Linked DNA regions of Sus scrofa: region 2 is linked to region 1. Evidence: chromatin contacts called from public Hi-C data. All regions are on one chromosome and are shown on one strand. The core of a region is the stretch at or near the end of the contact, and the rest is flanking DNA. Distances in the headings are between cores, read along the strand shown.

What was found. A called contact is a pair of places that touch in the nucleus more often than the background predicts.
Region 2: a contact with region 1 is called in a Hi-C map of liver, with 7 times the contacts expected there. The contact joins the promoter of PIAS2 here to the promoter of C1H18orf25 in region 1. A contact is called at or near these places in 2 of 47 Hi-C or Micro-C datasets (heart right ventricle and liver).

What each region holds. Positions count from the first base shown.
Region 1 is chr1:95,806,961-95,810,687 of Sscrofa11.1, reverse strand. C1H18orf25 reads right to left here and starts at 1,964. Exons shown (of 5, transcript XM_003121416.6): 1 at 1,811-1,964.
Region 2 is chr1:96,543,966-96,547,692 of Sscrofa11.1, reverse strand. It overlaps PIAS2 (E3 SUMO-protein ligase PIAS2), which reads left to right and starts at 1,913. Exons shown (of 14, transcript XM_021092649.1): 1 at 1,913-2,112. The coding sequence starts at 2,089.

The DNA of each region.
Region 1 (3,727 bases), core at 715-3,214:
CAGGATCAGCAAAACCACATTAGAAAGTTAACAGCCTCCAGCCTTAAAATATCCCAGGAGAAGAAAGGGAGTAATTCAAACTGCTAACATGTGCCCAACACACTGCACAATAATAGGCTGAGCAAAACTGCCAGATGTATTTGTAATTAAGAGGTCCAACCTTGACAAAGCATCATCAGTGGGTTTTCATCCTAGAGGGGAAGGATTCAGAAAGCAGACGCTCAGGCGAGCAACAAAAAGCACATCCAGCACAAACTGCTCAAGCGGTTCACTCTGGGAGAACAAGTACAGGCGTTCATTCCTTCAACCTGCGAGCATCTATTCTGTGACAGCGGAGATGATTTAAAAGGGAGCATGAATGACGTGAGCCTCCGTTGAGGGCTGTTGCCCCAACAATACACCGAGATCAGCGATATAAGAAATCAACTACAAAGCACTACGGGGCTTTGAAAAGAGAGGATCCTTCCTGAGAGAGTCCGAGAAGTCTGTGATCTTTAAGTTGAGGCTGGTCAGCTTACGTCCTCGCCGGGTTTTCTAAATAAAGTTGACAAACTTGCCAGGAGAGGTCAATTTGGGAGACTGACACATCCCTCCCATTGACCGAAGGCGTCTGCCGACCGAAGGTAGAGGAAGCGCCGAGACGCAGGCGGCGCCAAGCCGGAGAAAACCATCCTCCCTCCTCCTAGGCCTCCGCAGTCACGGCGCAGGGGCAGCCACCGGGGCTCTCGGGAGTCGGCGGGTCTCGGCGCCAGACTCCAGCTCGCGGGGCTGGCAGAGTTGGCAGAGCAGCCGCCGCCGCCGTTTCCCCGGCGGCCCGGGGCGCCGGAAAGTTGCACGAAGACAACTCCAGGGCCGCGAAGCCTCTCCGGCCCGCGGCCCACCGGCTGCAGCACTTCCATCCTCCTCTCTGCTGCCAGGGAAAGGGACCCGCCTGGTCCGGGAAAGGGAGGGAGGCGCCGCCGGCCAACCCGCCGGGCCCGGAGGACGCGAAGGTCACTGACCGACGGGAGAGCAAGGGGTCCCGCTGTTCCGCCCCTCTCGTTGGCCCCCTCCCGGGCCGCGCCTCCCGCCACGTCCGAAACGCTAAGACCCCGGCGCCCGGACGCCGCAAAACCTCGCCCGCGGCCCGCACCCCTCCGACTCAAACTGAGCCCTCCCCGGGACGCAGCCGCTCCGGCCCTGCGCCCCTTCCCGCCTCACCTGCGCCCCGCGGCGGCTCCGCACCTCCTCGCCCGCTCCGCGCGCCCCGTCGGGGCACGCACCGACCCCCCGGGTCCCTCCGGGCCTCGGCGACTCGGAATGCGACGGCCACCGCCGCCTTCACCTTCTCGGCACAAGCCCCGGCGGCGAACAGAGGGCAGTGGCCAGAGCCCTGCCGGGGCCAAAGAGAATCTCGCCGCCTCCGCAGCCTCCACCACCAAGTCCCTTCACTCGTCCGCGCCGCCCGGAGAAAATGTCACCAGAGGCCGTTCCGTTCGGCGCCTCACTTCCGCCCGGAACCACAGAGCCCGCGCCGGTCGGCTAGAGCGGCCGTTGCGGCGGGGGGCCTCTAGGGACAGGAGCGGGAGGCCTAGAGAAAGCCAGAGAGCGCCATCTGGAGGGAGCCGACCCGTTCTCCTCCCTTTGCAGAGCGCCGGGCGCGCGGGCACTGGCTTCCCGGGTTTCTTTCCCGCGCTCCCTCCATCTGCTCAGGCAGCTCCCTTCGAGAAATGTCTTTCCCAGAGGGTCGGAAAGCCAGTCAATACAAGTCACGGACGATGCCTTAAGAAAAGGACTGCGCTCCCTTTCCCGTGCGCTGCTCAGGACTCACCTTTCCTGAAGCCTTGCCGAAGGAAGCTCGTGGCGTCTAAATCCTTGAGTCACTCCAGGAGGGAGTCCGCTCCCTTCTCTCCCACCTTTTCGCAGCTCGGCTAGGGGAGATTCGGCTGTGCTCCTCTCTCGTGCAGTGGCATCAACATCCCGTTCAAGTTTCTGGATGAACCTTGCACGCCTTGCAGATAGATCGCCACCTGCTGGTGAGACAAGGTTCGCCAGGGAGATCCCGCTCCGCCCTTACGTGCGATGCCGACGCCCCCAAATTCCACCTCTGCCAAGTCACTCCCGATTGCGCTTTGAGTTTTCGAAGCCCTTCGTCGAGATCTGGGGTCCAGGAAACCGAGCTGGACGTGGGACCCGGCAGAAAGGTGAAGTGGGAGCGAGCCCACCTGGAGGGTACAGGGCTTAAGGAGGAGAAAAAAGTGCTGAGAACAAACCTCACAACCCAAGATCTGGTCAAGGGCTTGCTCTCCCTAAAAGCGGGGTTTTGACAAATAAACGAATACACAAAGACTTCAGGAGAAAATATGAAAGATATTTACCTTTTCAAGAGCCATGCTGGGACTTGGGATGACTTTTCCCAAGAGGAGATTCTGAAAATCACAGTGCTGGCTTCACACTCCCCTTAACATCTGTCTCCCTTTGAGATCAGGCCCCTAAGCTCCCCCAGTTCACTCATTTATGCTGACTTCCTACAAACAATTTTCCATCCCTGACTAAATGAATTAACTGATAAAATAATTGTATAATAATACCTAATTTCTTTGGATACCTACTGTGTGCAAGGCACTGTGCTATGCATCTGATCAGATTCATTCCTTTAATCCTCCCAACTCTTTGGGTTTGGTGGTTTTCCTGGCCCCCAGGGACAAAAGTGGAACAGGCAGAGTGGTAAAGTGACCTGCCCAAGGTTACACATCAGTAAGTGGCAGGCACGGACAGCCCAACTCCTGAACCAGCATTCTTTTTTTTTTTTTTTTTTTTTTTTTTTGTCTTTTTGCCATTTCTTGGGCCGCACCCGCGGCATATGGAGGTTCCCAGGCTAGGGGTCTAATGGGAGCTGTAGCCACCAGTCTACCCCAGAGCCACAGCAACGCGGGGATCCGAGCCACATCTGCAACCTATACCACAGCTCACAGCAACGCCGGATTCTTAACCCACTGAGCAAGGCCAGGGATGAAACCTGCAACCTCATGGTTCCTAGTCAGATTCGTTAACCACTGAGCCACAACGGGAACTCCCTGAGCCAGCATTCTTAACTGCTACCACCAACTGCCTCCTTAAAATTCACTGAGAACATACCATGTGCCAGATAAACATTTTGTCTATGTTATTTCACTCATTCATCATTTATTCATTTATTTCCCTGCTACCTTAGTCCTCAAGAAATTTGAGAGGTTGTGGGGTACTGACAAGAGCTCAGGCTCTTTCAGAAGAAAAAAGAGCAGAGAACTAACTACTAAGCTCATGGCTGTCAGTCCCTTCCCCTTCCCACCGCACCTCTGCTTTTTTAGGGTCACACCTACAGCTAGTTCCCAGGAGGGGTTGAATCAGACCTGCAGCTGTCTGCCTGCACCACAACCACAGCAACGCAGGATCCAAGCCACACCTGCACCCTACACCACAGCTCATGGCAATGCCAGATCCTTAACCCATTGAGTGAGGCCAGGTATCGAACCCAAGTCCTCATGGATACTAGTCGGGTTCGTTAACCACTGAGCCCCGACGGTAAGTCCTGGGCCTCACTTGTAAAACATGAACAGGGAAGCGGGGTTCAAAGTTCTCACCAGACTTCTATGGAGTGTTCTGGTCAAGACAAGCAGAAAGCGGATGTCCTGGCCTGCTAACACATGCAGAGGAAGGAGAGCATTGACCCCATGCTGACCACAGCAGGGGGAAGCCCCAAAGGAGC
Region 2 (3,727 bases), core at 664-3,163, 740 kb before region 1:
ACTCCCACCCAAGGATATGTTATGCCACACTATAAAGAAATTAGATCCAAGTAGGTGCAGTGATTTATTTTCAATGACTAGGATGTACAAATTTGGACCAGAGCTAAATTGGTTGTGACAGGAAAGAGATTTCCTTTCCACTCTTTACCATTCAGCCTTCCCTTTAAACAAATATTGGAAGAATATTAGGGGGTATAGTTTAGAAAAGATGCTTAATTAATAAATCTGTCTTGTTGAGACAAAGTAGCATCCTATTTCAAAATTATTTTGCTTGCAACTAATAAAAAACACATATCAAACTATATAAAACAGTAAAGGAAGGGTATTGGCTCAAGAAAATTGACAAAGGTAGGTATGAAAGTGAATTGATATTTTTTGATGATTCTTACCTAGGAAATGTGTTGGTTTTCAGGTTGGCCCCTCTTCGTTGCAAAATAGCTACACTATTCCACATGCCAGAAAGTCTCCTTAACTCTAATTCCTGAATAAATGTCCCAGACACTTACTGGTCTACATCATTTGCCTACCTTGAGGCACACCCTGTACTTGATCTAACTGACCTGGAAATGTCCTGCAGTAGTTGCATTTATAGGTACAGTTCTGATCTAATTACTGTAGCAAGGGGGCATAGTTATTATTGACTTAGGTCAGTGTAGGGCAGCACCCAGAACTCTTTGCAGTCAAACCTACCCAATCCTACAACGAACACTTCAAACAGTTTCCGTGCAGCTCTGCCTCTTATGGTTTTATGTTTGAGTTGGTACCTCTTATGGGTTGGTGGAAGGGCTGTATTTTATCCTATTCATCTTTATATTCCCCTAAAGCTCCTAGCCTTCATTTAATGTCTGTCGAACAATATAAAATGCCACTGAGGTGGAAGTTAAGACCTAAAGAGAATAAACCAAGATTAAATCAACCTAAGACCATAACGTTAATGGTGGAGAACCAGAATCAGAACCTATTCTAGATACTGTTGATTCTCTGAATTAAAATGGGGCATGAGGGTTTAGGGAAGGTCTTCCTGAAGAAATGATACTAAAACTGAGTCCTGAGGGATGACTAGGAGTTAGGCAAAGAGGTAGAGTGGGAAACTCTTCTTGGCCCAGGGATCAACATTAAGTGTCTTAAATGGGAGCCACTTCTCAAAGCACATTTCAACTCTGTCCTTGGTCCAGCGAATTTTTTGACCAGCTTGCCTCAGCATCTTCTCTCATCCTTTGTCAGCACGTCAGGGGTGCTGTGAGAAACTTCCTTCCATCCGCTCTGCCTTTGACATTTCATCTTTCCCAGCTATCTGATTTCCCTGACCCTTCGACTTCCTATCAGGGCCTTTCAAGTTGCTCTCCTATTTCACTTCTCCAACCTCTCTGCCCCAACCCTCTCGACTCTGCAGTCTTTGACATTCAGTCGCCCTTCAAAGTCAGAGAGAACTAGCCAGGTTAGTACTTTGAAGATATTAGCAACCCAAAGAGGTCTCACCAATCCCGCACCATTAGCTCAGAACCAGAGCTTAGTCAACATCCATGGGTTGTTCCACCACAACTACTCTGGGGGATGGCTTTATTTGTGGGTACTCCCCCAGTCCACGCCACCGTGGGAAAAGACACCTCTTCTTTCTCTCCATCACTCCCTCCTACAGGCCCGCCGGTAATGCTGCAGTCGCGACGGCGCTTCAGGTAGTCGGGCTGGGCCTTCGCGTGGGGAAGAGGAGCATCCACGCGCTGAGGCGGGGCACGGAAAGGCTGCGGAAGGCCGACACGCTGAGGGGGAAAGGGGAAGATCCAGGCAAGCCTAACGCAGCTCACTGGGAAGGCGGGCGGAAGACCCGGGCGGAAGGCGGTGGGCCGGTGGGCGGGGCGCCGGGAGGGCGGGGCCGCTTGCGCAGGGGGTGGAGCTCCGGCGCAGGTCACGTGACGCGCCCGGCGGCAGCGGCGGCGGCGGCGGCAGCAGCCGCGGCGTCTTTAGCGGCGCCCAGTGCAGGATGGTGCTGGAGGCGGCGGCGGCGGCCGTGGTGGCGGCGGCTTCGTTGGCGGCAGCGGGAGGGGGTGCTGTGGCGGCAGCGGCGGCGGCGCCCGCGGGTGGTATAAAATGGCGGATTTCGAGGAGTTGAGGGTAAGCGGGGGCGCGGGAGTGGAGTGCGGAGGCCGCGGGGGAGGGGAGGGGAAACCGGGGAGCCGCAGCGTCTCCGGCCGCCACCTTCTTGTTTCGAGGGGACCGGTTGGCGGAGCCCCGGGCCCGGGCCCGCGTCGGAGCGAGAGCGCAAGCGGGCGGGGGAGGGGAGAGAGACGGCGGAGGACGCCCGCGTAGCGCCGGGCCGGCGGGCCTGGGGCCCAGGGTAAGCGGGCCAGTGGGGTCCCGCCAGGGGTCCGCACACCTTGCACGCGGGGGCAGGGGCCCTGGGGAAGGCGCTCCTGGGGACCCGACTTACCGTTTATTTTAGGGGATGAGGTGGGGAGCAGGATTTGCTTTTCCACCTTCGTGAGGGGTGTACGTGTCCCTGGTGATTCCTAAGTCTACGGGCTACTCGGTGGGAGGCTGTTTTCTGAAACGTGAAGTTGCTTTTAGGAATTTTTTCTCATCGATGGCTGATGCTACCGTTCAGTCAGATCTGTCACGAGAAAGGCCCCTTCCTCCCACCAGTGCTTCCTCAACATCATAGAGAGAAGCATGGTCTTTTGGGGACCCTGCCTTCAATAATCGACCTTAAACCTTGCTGTTTTCTTAGTGCTATGGTAAGAAATCGGCAGAAGTCCGTGCTGTCATGAGGTTTGTTTGTGAACTTGTTTTTTGCTCTTGAACAATTTTCCTTCCTAGTCCTAGAACAAGGTCATAACTTTATTGTTGATACCTTTGTATAGTAGAGGTTTGAAATGAGCTGTTGGGGTTAGAACGGAAAAGATATTTTTCCTGGGGCTGATAATCTTCTTCAAAGTCCTCAACTGAGACAAAACTGTCATAAACGAGCCAGAATTTTTATGGATCGCTGAATTACTGGCGACATAAATGGGGTACTTAAGGACGGACACCCTGATTTAAAAAAAGTGTCAAGAGATGAATAGGAACTTGAAATTAAGTTAACCACAACTAATTTGCACAATACAGACATGTTTTAGGGTTACTTTTTCGGAATAAGAAGGAAAGGGGAATCAGGTAAAAGATTCAGTTTATGTTTGTGACTGTTTTTAGGAGAGCGATGAGAAGCGGTGGAAGGATATTGGCTGGTTACCTGGCTGGTATGGTGTACATCAGCAAAAGAATGTATTCATGGTTCTGATCTAAAGGGAAATTGTTTCGGTTTGAATAATGCCTACCTTTCCCCGCCTGCTGTTTCAAAAATTATTTCATTCTCAGTAAAGAGAAAAGCATATTAATGAATTTTATGCCTGTACTAGTTTATATACGGAGGACCCTGATAGTAGGTAAAGAGAGTTCATATTGATAAATGTGAGGGTTTTAGTGTCTTAGCCTCAGCTGTAGAGCTTTTAACACCTGTAGACCTTTTGAAACAACCAGGCCTGAGCCTCACCTGTGTAAGTTCATGCATTAGGTTTACAGTGGGTTGAGAATACTGGTTTGTAGTTAAATTTATTTTTATCTGCAATGTCGTCTTAATTTCTGTGTAGTAACAGATGCATACCACTTTTCCTCCTCTAAGATTATTTTGTTGATGAAAACTTTTCCAAGACCTGTGTTAGACTTTATAAATGTTGTTGGTCAAAGCTTAATA